2 separate regions of the Mus musculus genome follow, and region 2 is linked to region 1. A link is a contact called in public Hi-C data. All regions are on one chromosome and are shown on one strand. The core of a region is the stretch at or near the end of the contact, and the rest is flanking DNA. Distances in the headings are between cores, read along the strand shown.

Region 1 (6,948 bases), core at 3,420-5,919:
CAGATCCGAGGTTTAGACGATTATCATCATGGCAGGAAGCATGGTGGAATTCAGGCAGACATAGTTCTGGAGAGGTAGCTGAGAGTTCTACATCTGGAGCCACCAACAGCAGAAAGAGACAATGAGTCACTAGGCCTGGCTTGAGCTTCTGAAACCTTGAAACCCACTCCAACTCCACCCCCCACCCCTGTGACATATTTCCTCCAATAAGGCCACTATGAGTCTATAGGGGCCATTCAAACCACCACAGATAGAGCACCCTGCTCTGCTACCTATGATAGCATTGGTGGTTATACAACTGTATGAAGCTGATACAACTCACAGAACTGTGACCTGTAGTGAACTTAGGGGCTTGGGATATACTTTAGTGGCAAGAGCATGCTTAGTGTTTAAAAGGCTCTGGAATGAATTCCACGAACTACAAAAAGAAGAAGAAAAAGAATAGTTAACTTTATTGCATATAAATCAAATCTTTAAAAGAAAACCACTGTAGGACACAGTGACCCATTCCTGTAATCTCCCAAGAAAGATTGTCTAAATTAGACCAGCCCTGTCTACAAAGTGAGACCCTGTCCCAATAGATATTAAATTAAAATGAATGACATTGGCTGGAGAGATGACAAGGTAGTTAAGAGCACTAGCTGCTCTTGGAGAGGACCCACATTCAACTCACCAACCATCTGTAACTTTAGTTTTCGGGAATCCAATGCCTTCCTCTGGCCTCTGTGGGCACCAGGCATTTGGTGCACATACATACATGTAGGCAAACACACACACAAACATACATAGAAAACCCCGAACTTCTTAAAATAAAGGGTTAATTCAAAGACTGTTGAAACACAGCAGAGAGCTCTGAAGTGACATCTCAGTCAGGTGAGATGCCCTCACAGGACCCCCAAGGACTGCAAGGGCAATGCCCTCAGATGTTGCCCTCAGCAGCCTCAGAAGCACAAAGTAGAGAAAGACTTTGAAGAGATTTGCATGCATGGCTTTGTTTACTATAAAAGCAAATAAGACTCACAGAACTACAACTTTGAATTGTATTATTAAAATATGATCAATTTGCACCAAAAGTACAAAGACAGTAGAAAATTTGAAATCAAACAAAACTTTAGATTCCCCAAACCTCTATAAAAAAAGGAAACATTTAAAAAAAATGAAATATTCACCTGCTAACAAAAACTATCTTTCATTTGAAAAGGAAGTGTGATTCAGAGGACAGAAACCTCAGAACCCAGAGAACAGCCAAAAATAATCATTCACAACCTTCAGCAGTCATCAGGGAGCTGGCCCTGCTGGGGTTCATGTAAACTGTGATCAGGAGTAAGTGTGTGCATCCAGTTCCTCCTCGTAGGGAGAGTCTTCAGGAGTTATACTATGCCTGTTCTCATTCTAGATGTCGGGCTTTTCAAGTCAAGAACTGTACTCAGGGGTAGAAAGATGGCTCAGCTGCTAAAAGCACTTTCCACACAAGCAAGCCTTACAATCTGAGTTCAATGCTCAGAACCCAAGGTGGAAAGGTGGAAAGAAAGAACTGAATTCCAATAGTTATCTTCTGGTGTTCACACTGATGCTCAGATATGCCCACATTCATAGACACAGACACACACACAGACACACACATACAGACACACACACATACCACACATATCACACACACCACACACAAACACATACCACACATATCACACACACCACACACACAAACATATACACTACAAACACACCACACGCATAAACACACATACCATACACACACAAACATACACATCACACACCACATACTACACACCACACACACTCACACATACCACACACCACACACACTCACACATACCACACACCACACACTCACACATACCACACACACACCACACACAGAGACATATACAGACACACATACCACACACACATTACACACACAAACATACATACCACACACAAACACACCACACACATAAACACACCACACACACAAAAACACATACCACACACATATACATACCACACACAAACACACCACACACACATAAACATACATACCACACACACAAAAACACACACACCACACACATTTTACAACCTTTAGGGCTGTAGATATCACACACACACACACACACACACACACACACACACACACACACATAAACTTTTGGGACAGGGGTTTGGGACTGGTAAAGACAACCTTAAGGGCTTAGGAGACACAAGACCAGGCTGACAAAGCTGGAAATATCAAGACTCACTCACTCACCAGTGAGTCTCTCAGGTTCTAAATGAATGACTTCTTTTAAACGTGCATTTCAGTTCTGTGATGCATGTATCATTGTATATGCATGTATCATGGTATATTCCACTACAGAGAAATTCATAGCAACACACTGATTTCAAACGGAAGCCAACCCCCCACTAGCTGCTTTATCAAAAAATTACAGCTGAGTTATTACAGGGGAATGTTTGTGTCCCTCCTGAAGGTGCTGTGGTCAAGTTCTGAATGCCCACTTGGTTCCTTTGCTTTCTGTACTGGAGATCTAAACCGGAGCCTCTTGCATGCTACACAGACATTGGTCTACTGAGCAATACTCCAGGTCCCTGTGTCTTTTCCTTATGATTTTGGGATAATTGCATTTAAAACACATATTGCAAGCTCTTTAGTTTTCCTGTTCACTAGAACTGGCTTCTAAAGACAGGCAGACATCTCAGGTGACTTGGCTAGTATGTGGTAGGATTCTTATTTTATATTTTCAGAAAGATAATGCTGATTTCCAACCACTCTTCATTTATTTAAAATCCGTTAATTTATTATTCAGTGACTTCATACACTATATCTTTGGAAAAAATTTTTGATTTATCTTATTCTTTTGAGCATATGTCGGTGCAGCACATGTGTGCCTGGTACTCTCAGATGTCCGATCCTCTTCCAGAGCTGCTAGTGCTCATGACCACTGAGCCATCTCTCCAGCCCCTATCCAATATATCCGATCACATCCAACCAAAGTCCCTCCCTCCTACTCCTCACTTCCTCAAAACTTTGTCCTTCCACCAGCATGTTCCCCCACCTTTTTTTACTTACTTTAATGTAACATTTATCAAATATATTTTGCATAGATTTCCATAGGTTGCACATATGTAAGCATATGGAACACTTTATACAGAGAAATCGTATTTTCTTTGTATTTCAATATCTGTTGAAGTACACTTAAATGAGTCTTTTCAAGAGCCGGAGGGTACAGGGCAATTGCTTAATGAGGGTGTGGTCGTTGTTACAAAACAGGGGTTCTTTGAAGAAATACTGAAAAGTACTTAGGTCACCAAGGTCAGATACTCAGGAGGTCCAGCACCCTCAAGGAGTTCTCCCTCCCTTACTAGGGAAATAACCTACTAAAGACAAAGGCAGCCTCTGTATCTACTCCCCTAACCCGCTGGAGGCAAGTAGAACAGGAAGGCTTTAGCTTGGCTCTAGAAGATGCGCCTTAAAGACAGAAGGGAAGACTTGCAGTGATTCGAAATGAGGTAATTAAACATGTCCAGGCAAGTCCCAACCAACCCTTCCGGTAGTAGTCTGGGGTGTTCACCTCTTAGAAGTCCTGAGAGCAGGATCAGTTAGTAGAATTTTGTAATCTTGGAGCGGGGGAGGTGCCTTTGTTGCCATGGAACTCTGTCTACAAACAAGAGTCAAAGAGCCCAATTTAAAAACAAAAACCCTAGGAAAGTAAGATTGCACTGGTTGTGGATGAAAGAGAGACAGAAAACTTCTAAAAGATCATCATTGAAGAAAACATTTTTACTTATATCACAGGCTAAGTCAACACTGAACAGATGAAAATAAAGTGTCCCAAATGGACAGATTCTTAGCTGCAAATAGAGTGTGGATCTTCTGAGAACAGGGACTGTGACTTTTACGAACCCCAAAAGGAGCCTCGGTTGGACATTTGAAGATTCGTGGAATTATGCTCTATGAAATAATTTCCAGTGTGCACCAGGTGGCGTGCGCCACCGATGCGTGGAAGAACCTTTGGTTTTTGTTTTGTTTTGTTCTCATAGATCCAATGGGCTCATCCTATGTGTATGAGTTTATGCCTGTGCACCACATACGTGCCTGCTACTCTCAGATGTCAGAAGAGGGCATTAAACACCCCGGGACTAGAGTTATGGATGGTTGTGAACTGCCACGACCGTGTTGGGAATCAAATCCGCTCTTGCAGAGGAGTTTTGCAGCCTTAGGAAATCTGATGGGCACCAAGCTCAACACAACCGCCACTTCTGTGGCTTAACAGCCTTTCTTTTCACTTCCATTTTAACTGTCGAAATAGACTTAACATGGACGGTACTTCTCAGAAAGAGTGAGGTACGCTTTCACATATTAAAGATGCGCAGAGCTCTCCAAGCGGTCTGCTGAGCAGGCAGGCTGTGCTGCTGATACTCCCATGTTTGGTTTCACGGCTAGGTGAATACGAAGAAGCGTAGGTTCCAAGCCAGTTTCCTCTTTTGCAAAAAGAACTGCGAGCACACCACCCAGGAACAGCACGCCCCTCGCTCCGCCTCCTCCCCGCTCCCTCCAAGGCGGCGTTGCGCAGGCGCGGCAGGGCGTGCGCGGTTGCTAAGCGACGCGGCCGCTCCCGCGTGGTCTCCCTGCGGACCGCGCGAGCCCAGTGCCCAGCCTCGTCTTGTAGCGAAGCCAGCAGGTGCGGTGCTGGAGGCGACCCACCGGGCCAACCGCCGCCTCTGTGTCCGCGGGGCGAGCTCGCGATGGGAGGCGCAGCCCGCGATCGCGGGAGGAAGGACGCGGCGCTGCCGGGGGCCGGGCTCCCGCCGCAGCAGCGGAGGTAACGGCGCCCGGGTAGGAGCGGGAGGACTCCTTGCGGGTCTGGGCTGCCTGTCCATCAGCGCGGTGAGCGGGAAGGGCGGGGGAGGGCGGGCGGGACGGCGCGGCCTCCGGAGAGCTGGGTCTGGGACCTGCGCGCAAGACCTGCGCCCTGTTGCTCCGAGAGTCTGCCCAGCCCGCCCTGGCCCTGGGGTGGAGCAGCAGAGACCCGGGACCTTGTTCCCCATGTGCCGCTTTTGGGGGGGGGTCCCTTTCCCCCTCCGCATCGGGCCCTGGCTAAAGGAACCCAATCCGCTCGTTCGCGTCTGGCTGTTACTCTGCAGATGCGGTGCTGGTGTGTTTCATCGTGCAGTATGGCAGAGGCCGGACCTGTCTAGAAAATTGCCTGTTATCAAAACATTGTCTGAACCTCAATATATTTTTTAGAAGATATTTTAATTTCTTGTGGGATGTTTTTAAAGCCCTCCTTTATTCCTTTAACACTTGTGTTAAACTCTATAAGTATTTTTTTTTAATAAGACAGATCTCAAAAGTGACTGAAAAGATATTTTTTTTAAAGACAATGAAAAATGTTACCTAGTCATGGTTGTGTTAGTAGTATATAATCTGAGATGGTAACATGAACCGGTGACCAGAGTGACCCGCAAATCCGTAGTCTTGGGAGCAGATAAAATGCATTATTCAAGGCCATCTTGTGGCTTTAGTAAATCCTGCCCATTGTTTGTGTGCCTTCACTGTGGAGGACCCACAGTGTAAAGACAGAACCATTCTGTAGTCCTTTAGCATTTTAAATATCTCCATATGCCAGGAAATGAAGTGGGAACAGAAGAGAGATTTGGTACATCGTGTAACTTAAAGCAAAGCATCGGGTGGGTTCCTGTTGGCTGCCTTTTTTCACTAGTTAGCTTAGCTGTAAATGGGTGCATAAAATAATGAAGAGAAGACAGCTGTTCTGCTAGTCTTCTCTTCTTGTAGTCTGAGAGTGTAGACGTCCTTTTCTTCCCATTTACCTGTGAGGCTGTTCAGAGGGGGAAGGTAGCACAGCCAGGGGCTGAAACTAGAATAGAGGTGTTAGACTTGCATTCTAAAACAAACCTCTATGTTATGTTTATTTCTTTCTGCTTTTAGGTTTCTTATTCAGTTCAAGTTAATTGGTAGTCCCTCATTTTTTGAACAGCATTCGATTACTTATTATTTGTTAGTTAGAGACAGGGTCTCTTTATTATGTAGCTTTGGCTGTCCTGGAAGTCACTCTGTAGACCAAGCTGGCCTCAAACTCAGCAGAGATCCACCTGCCTCTGCCTCCTGAGAGAGGGATTAAAGGAGTGTGTCACCACACCAGTCTGTTGTAACTAATGTAAAATTGAATCCAGAGATTTTTTTTTTCCATTCTTTACAAAGAAAAAGGAAACAGATGTGTTGGTGCAGAGGTGGAGGCAGGTGGATCAGTTTGCGTTCGAGGCCAGTCTGCTCTACACAGCAAGTTCCAGAACAGCCAGGACTATGTAAGAAACCCTGTCTCAAAAAAACAAAAAAAAAATTACAGGGAAGAGAAAGGTTAGAGTCCTTCTCTCCCACTGCCGACTGCCCGGCTTGTTTTTGTGCAGTGTCAGAAAGGGTAAGAAGCGCTTAAATCCTGGGGTGTTTTGAAAATGCAAGCTCATTTTGTTTAGTTACTGACCGGTTTTATCTGTAACCGTTTCTCCTAGGTTGGGGGATGGTGTCTATGATACTTTCATGATGATAGATGAAACCAAGGGCCCACCCTATTCGGACACATTCAGCAACCCCTCTGAAGCACCTGTCTCCAGAAGGCTAAATGTAAGTAGGAAAGGAAAGAAAGTTGCTTGGGGGAAGAGGAAGTGCTCCTTAATGCTCTTGGCAACGCGGGAGTTCCATTTGTTATTTGTGGGTTGGCTGCTTTTGTTTTGAGGTTTTTGGTTGGGGAGTGTGTGTGGTTCTTTTGCTTTTTGAAAGATTATTGTTTTGACACAGAGTTGCTTAGTGTGTGTAGTCCTGGCTGACCTGGAACTCTGTGTAGACCAGGCTGGATTCAAAGTCAGAGGTGTACCTGCCTCTGTCTCCAGAGTACTGGGATTAAATGGGTATATTACCATACTCATATT
Region 2 (7,155 bases), core at 76-2,575, 64 kb after region 1:
CTACTTATTGATTCAGATGCTTGCTGTGGTTCACCTGCGGAGCGGAACATCGTGGTCCAGGGCTGCTTGGACTTGAGGCTGCTTCTTGAGGAGTCCTTGGTGAAGCAGCAGGCTCCTGCTTTTGGCCTGTGTAGATCTGATTGCTGGAGATGAGTGGAGGTTTGATTGACATCTGTGTATTTGGTTTCTATCTAGAAAAGTGGTTTCTAGAGACATTATAAATATTGGGCTGTCAAAGCTGGACAGAAACATGCTCTCACCCCTGCACTGGGCGTTGATCTCTTCCTCTCAGGCTAGAATGGTCAGGACTTGTTCCTGACTGTTACACAATGATGCAGCTGGTCCCATAGGAGTAGGAATTGATGATATCCAAGGTCTGAGTGCCTTGCATTTGCTCTGTGCTGGCTAGAGTTGCGTGTCACCGGGTCAGCCTGGCCTTCCACAGTTCTTGCGTTGAGTGACCCTTTGTGGGTTGAGAGGAGCACCCTGTATACTTTCCTCCTGTGACCTCCAGCCTCCTCTTGGTCCCTTGTGGTGCAGGAGCCTGGCTGTTCTTTCTCTTTTTGTCTTACTGTGATGTGCGGTTAACATTGTCTGCTCAGCCACCTTGTTCTCGCATTAGCCATTTACCATACTGTTCTGTCACCCTTTGCACTCTGAGCTGACCTGTCCAAACAGTTTGTATTTGCAGGGACTTCAGAGTGGGTTAGACACCAGCCCATGACACCTTGTACTTCCAGTATGCATTTGCACTAAATTCTAGTATTTGCCATTGTTCTCGCTCTCTGTCTCTGTCTCTCTCTTTTGGTAAAATTAAATAGCAATGAGATACAAAAATCTTAATTTGATGAAGCTTAACAGGGGTTCCATATACAACCCCAGTCTCTATAGCAAAAAGCTTATTACTCTAGTAAATTCCTCCATGCCCTCTCAATGGTACCAATATATACCCCTTGACAAGATGGACATACACACACACCACTCCACTCTTGTATGTATGTGTGTATGTGTGTGTGTGTGCACACACCTGTGTGTATGCATGTATGTATGTGTGTGCACGCCTGTGTGCATGTGTGAACGACCTGTGATGTGAGGTTTATCCACATGGTTGCATGTGCTGGTGGTCTGTTACTCTCTGTGCTGAGTCCTGTTCCATTGTGTGGGCACGATAGTTGCTTATCTTCTCTCCTGTGGATGGGCGTTTGGGTTGTTTCCAGCTTTGAGAACGGAGGACTCAAACTCCAAGAGCTTCCCACACAGGGCTTTTTCTTGTGAGCCTGGTGTTTTCATCTCTCCCGGGGAAGTAGCTGGCGTGTGATTGCATGGGTACTGGAGGCTGCCTATTCCTGGCCAGCTGCCCTGCCTTCTGACTGTCTGAGATTAGGGCGAGCCCACTCTTCAGCTGAGTTACTCTCCCCAAGAGGGTGGGCTCTCCTTGGAGCCTGCCCAACTTTTTCCAGAAGAGGAAAATGGCAGTCTTATAAGACTTTATCATTGTTGACCTGCTTGCTGCCACTGAGAAACAGAATTTAGTCTGCTTTGAGTCCCTGACTCCCGCTTGAGGGCTGTCTCTTCAGGCCTGTTGCTCTAGTTTTGTGGACTGTTTCTCTTGTGTTGTGGTCCTCAGATCTGCCACAGCGTGGTTTTCCTCTTCTGAGCAGGAGCACAGTTTTCCCTGTGTGACCTAGAGCTGAGCTGCGGCACCCTGGGTGTGGTGTGTGTGTGTGTGTGTGTGTGTGTGTGTGTGTGTGCAGTGCAGACCGTGGGTGGCGCTGTGCCGTGCCAGATGAGTTACTGTCCATCACAGTGCTGCCCATCCGACTGACTGATGTTGCTGTTAAGATACTCAGCGTGATATCACATTGAATCCTCGAACAGGAGCTGCACACATTCTGTTTGCTCTTGTCTCATTTAATCCCTGCTTCTAGCTGATGAAAAAGCTACTACTAAAATTAGCTTTATTGGGACCCTGGTTTAAATCAGCCTTTCTTAGCTGTGGTATTATTGACTAGATGCATTGTTGTGATAGGAGCCAGGGAGAGTGGGGGTAGGGTAGAAGTTGATGTTGTCCTGGGATTTGTAGGAATGAGCAACGTTATGGCTTTCACTGCTTAGATGCAGTTGCCATGTGCTCCCCAAAGCAGTGATAATGAACACTTATGCCAGATAACTGCCAAGTGTGCCTTGGGGCAAGCATCAGTATAGTTTGGTGGTACCACACTCACTAAAGATGGAACTATACAGAGAAGACTAGCATGGCCCCTACACAGGACATGCACATCCATGAAGCAATCCATCCATCACTTTCCAGAGGACGGGTCCCTGCTAGGTTTGTGGGGCAACATTTATTTCCCTTGGAGTCTTTTGTTCCTGCTGATCAGGAAGTAGAATGAAGTGGTCTTGATGGGGGGAGGGTCAGCCTAGTTTGAAAACAGGTCCAAGCTGTTGCTTTTCCTAAAGCTAATCACTATGGATCTCTAGTGTGCATACTTCCAAGTTATGTGTTTTGTGTGGTCTTCATTTTCTAACGTTCATGAGTTTCACCTACTACAGATGAAATGACCAGTTCTCGGCAGCGTGGCTCAGCTTTCGGCTGCCGTGGTGGATTAGCATTGAGTGATTGTGTGGAGGACAAACTTCTCTGTGAGCTCTTGAGTGTGCAGGTCACCGTGCACATGGTAATATTGTGGGCAGTGACCAATCTTTTTACAGTCAGTTGGTTATTGGTCAGCAGGCCATCTGGGAAAGTTTGTGCTTCTGTTTCTTCCTTGTCTCTAACGAGAAACTCATGGCATATTTTGATACATATTTGATACACATTTAGATACTATCACTGTCTGCATTAAGTGGCTGAGGGTAGTGTAGATTGAGAAAATGAAGTCATTGGTTAAGGCCAGGCAAGGTTGAAGTTGGTATTTGAATGAACTTTAGAACTATGCCTTTAGTCACAATTCTTTACACCCTTTGTTTTTCTTAGAAGTAGCTTAATAACAAAAACCAACAAGTATGTTTACTGCAGGAGGCACAGATCTAAGCCCAGTTTTATTAACCCCTCCCTGAGGAAGATACATTATTGTCCTATTCTGTGTGGAAGGGGACTGGAGGCCTGACGATAGGAACCTCCTTGGGGCCACTGCCCAGATGGTGGCAGACCGGCTGGGTCCACCCCAGGCAGGCAGACAGAGCCTTTGCTCCCTGGTATCTGGAGCCACTCCTGTGACAAGGTTCCTTCCTCCTCTGCTGTTGTAGTGACTCCAGAAATACTAACAGGTCTTGGAGGCGATTTTTGCCTCATGTTTTCTCCTACTGTGTCTTAAAGCAAAAGCAGTAACAAAAAACCCTGTTGCCCAGGCCACGCCTGATTGTTTCTGTCTGCTCTTTCCACACTGCAGATTTCATAAGCTTGTTGTCGGTGATGTCGTTAGTCAGCTCAGTGGTAAAATATTAGACAAAGCCAAGGATGGCATTCCTTGTTTTTGTCATGGGGTGGACTCTCTGAGTTAGTCAGCAAGCAGATTTTTATGGACTTCCTCTCAAGTGCCGTGTATTGGGGACTTACAACTTGGAACCAAAGAATGGACAAGACATTGCCTTGGTCTGTAGTGGGAGAAGACACCTATTGTGAGTAACACCAGTGTTTTTAGCTTTTGCTTTGGTATGACCAAACACCTTAGCAAAAGCCATCCGAGGAAGGGTTTATACTGGCTCAAGGTTCAGAGAGTCCAGTCCATAGTCAACATGGCCCCATGTGCTTGGAGGAACGTAGTAAAAGAGAGCTGTTTATGGGAAATAACAAGATGGGGAGCTGGTGACAGAATCCATTCAAGGACTTACCTTTAGTGACCTGCCTTCTCTAGTCAGGTTTCAACCTCTTAAAGTGTCCAGAACCTCCCAAAATAGCACCACCATGGGGGCCTAAGCATAATTTAGTAACTCTTTGAGACAAGAAATGCGAGTCACTGGCCGTGATTTCTCAGGGAGCCCAGGCTGGACAGTGAAGGCCTAGCTGATGATCTGCCCCAGAGCTTTACCAGAGATGGTGCATGTAAACCAGTCCGTGTGTTTGGTCTTCCCTTTAAACAAGCAGTAACTCTGTACCTCTCAGTGGGTAGAGTGTTAGCACTCTGGATTGCGGATTGCTTCCTTGCCCATGTTTAGCATTTCTAGTCTGACAGACATCGAGCCTTCGTGCTAGAACAGATGGGCAGGGTAGCCATGGACATTCCCCCAGTTTCTGTTCCCAACAGGGGGCCCCTTCCTCCCTGATCAGTTTTGACTTGGCTGCAGCATCTAGTTCACGCGCTGAGGCACTCTGCTCTCTTTTCCTGAGCTGACACCCACTCTGCCCTGCCTGGCTTGCTAGCAGGTTTTAGGTCTTGGGATCCATCTTTCAGTGCCTCACTTTCCTTGTGATTAGGTGATACTAGAGCTCACAGTTATGATGCTACTCTGATAGGGGAAGTAATTCCTAAAAGTTTAAAGGGGCTGGGCAGTAGTGGCACACGCCTTTAATCCCAGCACTTGGGAGGCAGAGGCAGGCGGATTTCTGAGTTCGAGGCCAGCTGGTCTACAGAGTGAGTTCCAGGGCGGCCAGGACTACACAGAGAAACCCTGTCTCGAAAAAAAGAAAAAAAAAAGTTTAAAGGGAAATCAAAATGGCAGATGTTTTAGTTGTGGAAAGCAAAGTCATCCGGAAAGGCAAGGTGTTTCTAGAAATAATATTTTTTCTAGAGATAATCCAAAAAGAAGGCCCCAGACTAAATTTTAGAGTATGCAGAAGGTATGGTATAACCCAGCATTGGACTAATGAATATAAGTCAACAAGGGCTAGGCAGGGTAACACTTTGCCATTGGGAAATGCCCTAGGGAGCCTCCCAAAGGCCCCAGTACCAAATTCCATTCAATCATTCCCTGTCAACTTTGGGGAAACTCATCCATAGAGCAATTAAAAGATTTAGCGCCTGTTTTTAAATACAGTACTGCTCTGGATACACTCAAGATCAGAAGAGTTTCAGTAGATAAAACAAAGAATTCAGGGGAGACCAGAAAACAAATATTTTGGCAAACTGCTACAAATGATCAGAGACCAAAGCTAAAAATACAAATAAATGACATTGAAATTGAAGGCTTAGTAGACACAGGAGCAGATGTAACAATAATTTCACCAAGATCTTGGCGTCCAGATTGGCCTCTTCAGCAGGTAAGTATTCAGTTTCTAGGGATTGAAACTTTATCTCAGGTAAAACTGAGTGCATAGGGCCCGAAGGACAGAGGAAAATGAAAGCCACATGTTGCTAATATAGCCATGAATTTATGGGGACATGATTTGTTGCAGCAATGGAAAACACAGATTAACATTCCTCCAACCTCAGAAACAAACCATAAAATAAAGAATGTTTCTGAGAAAAATATTAAAAGGCATTATCACAGACTGTCCAGGCTGGCCAGAAGCAGGGCACAAGAGCTGCAGAGAGACACTGGACAGTAGAAAAAGCCAAGTTAAATCAGCTGAGAGACACTGGACAGTAGGAAAAGCTGAGTTAAATAGGCCTGTATATTTTAAAGATGTGTGAACCCCAAATGGAAACTGGAATATGTATTACGTTTGGGAAGAGGTTTTGGCTTTGTTTCCATAGGAGAAAAAAGCCGTGGACACCATCAAAATTGATAAAGTTTAGATTCAGACAGGAGAGACCTCCTGAATAAGGAGAGTTGATAGTTCATCAAACAGCTTGGTCATTCAGTCCAAACTAACTTATAAAGACTAACACATGTCTTTCATCTGATCAGGCATGAAAAAAATAAAAATAAAAATTAATAATATTTTCAAATGATAATTTCTGAGAGGCATACTTACCTTACTGTCTTGTGCCCTAACTCCATGGTCGAATGTCAGACTGTAGATTGCATGTAGCCCACGCCATCTTGAATCTTAGCTTTTGAGTTTTCTTTTTTAAATAAAAAGAATATTTTTGTTGTTTAGTATTTAAAGCCACAGGTAAGAGATTTAAGGTATTTTATGATATTCAAAGGGTCACTACAGTTCAAACTTGTTTTCTAAATCTCTGTTAGGTGATTTGGAGCCTAGAAAACAGAGTTTTTTTCTAAATTCCAGAGTTACTGTGAACAAGGTAGTGTTGTGTGCCTTTAATCCCATCACCATGGGACAAAACTCTGATACAGTTTCTAATTAGTATCTTTGCACACTAGAGAAACCACATACCATGTTTAAGGAATTCATATTCAGGTGGGGAATCCCAGCACCTGGGAGGCAGAGGCAGACACTTAAGAATTATAGTGATTTAAATTTGAAAGCCACTTGCAAAAGGCAGGCTGAAATTCAAAGTGAATGTCCTTTGTGATCTAAAAATAAATACACTTAAACCTTGAAAAAATATATGCAAAGAGAAAGGAGAATATAGGTATATTTATCCACTAAGGTATATTTAGTTTCAAAATAATTCTTTAAAACTTCAGTGGAAAGGATACTTTTTTTGTTGCATTTTGCCCTAGGAAAGATATTCTGCCGAAGACTGACAAAAAAAAAAGAACCCTAAGTAGGGGAGGGTTTTGCTTTCATCTTTCCAGTAGAATAAGAGATATATTTTACATCTGGCATTCAACTTGGTTGGAAGAAAAATCCAGCTTGACTGGAGAAGAAGAGAACCTCTACTGTTGCAGAAGGCAGAAGACATCTGAGGACACTGCCGCGGAGGCCAGGAGACTTGAGCCTGACAAAAGGCCGCAGAGGAGACTTGAGCCTGGGAGCTCCAGAGGAAGAAGCATCAAGTCTTTACTTTGGGCTGGATGCCCGGAGACGCTCGGGAAGCTCAGATGTCAGACAACAACGCAGGAGACAGCAGATCTTGAGAGAATCACAGTCATCCCAAAAGACAATTTTAATTTTATAGACAGACTCTTCCTGCATGAGAAAATGGGAAGCTCCATTTCAGGTCCGTAGGAGTTGGGGATAGAAATGTCACTTGAAAAAGTCAGCACAGTACTCATTGCAATTGTGACCATCAGGGTAAACCCCTACCTAGTTTCATTGCAATCTTCCATTTTTCCTCCTGGAGAAATAGCTCTACAACAAGAAAAATTGGCTGTGGTACTACAAAAGCTTGAGAGACAAAAGGCAGGAGATGCAAAAGAACA

The links. A called contact is a pair of places that touch in the nucleus more often than the background predicts.
Region 2: a contact with region 1 is called in a Hi-C map of cerebral cortex, with 1.8 times the contacts expected there. The contact joins the enhancer-like site here to the promoter of Dyrk3 in region 1. A contact is called at or near these places in 4 of 39 promoter capture datasets (the C10 cell line, hematopoietic stem and progenitor cells, hippocampal neurons and 1 more), 2 of 15 datasets of contacts at CTCF or cohesin (CD8 T cells and the NIH/3T3 cell line), 2 of 484 Hi-C or Micro-C datasets (cerebral cortex and cortical neurons), 7 of 115 datasets of contacts at active chromatin or transcription factors (CD8 T cells, the HPC-7 cell line, the SCID.adh cell line and 4 more) and 4 of 9 other capture datasets (adipose tissue, liver, macrophages and 1 more).

What each region holds. Positions count from the first base shown.
Region 1 is chr1:131,135,955-131,142,902 of GRCm38.p6, reverse strand. Dyrk3 (dual-specificity tyrosine-(Y)-phosphorylation regulated kinase 3) reads left to right here and starts at 4,669. Exons shown (of 3, transcript NM_145508.2): 1 at 4,669-4,823; 2 at 6,532-6,643. The coding sequence starts at 4,747.
Region 2 is chr1:131,068,806-131,075,960 of GRCm38.p6, reverse strand. The region is part of intron 1 of Mapkapk2 (MAP kinase-activated protein kinase 2); the gene reads left to right. It also overlaps the pseudogene Gm25549. Among named protein-coding and RNA genes, the nearest start is that of Mapkapk2, 25 kb to the left of the region's middle. Within about 2 kb of position 1,325, at least 69 of the 459 cell types and tissues checked have an H3K27ac peak or open chromatin away from gene starts, as enhancers often do. A contact at or near this core is called in the HPC-7 cell line, adipose tissue, cerebral cortex and 4 more, where this site is marked.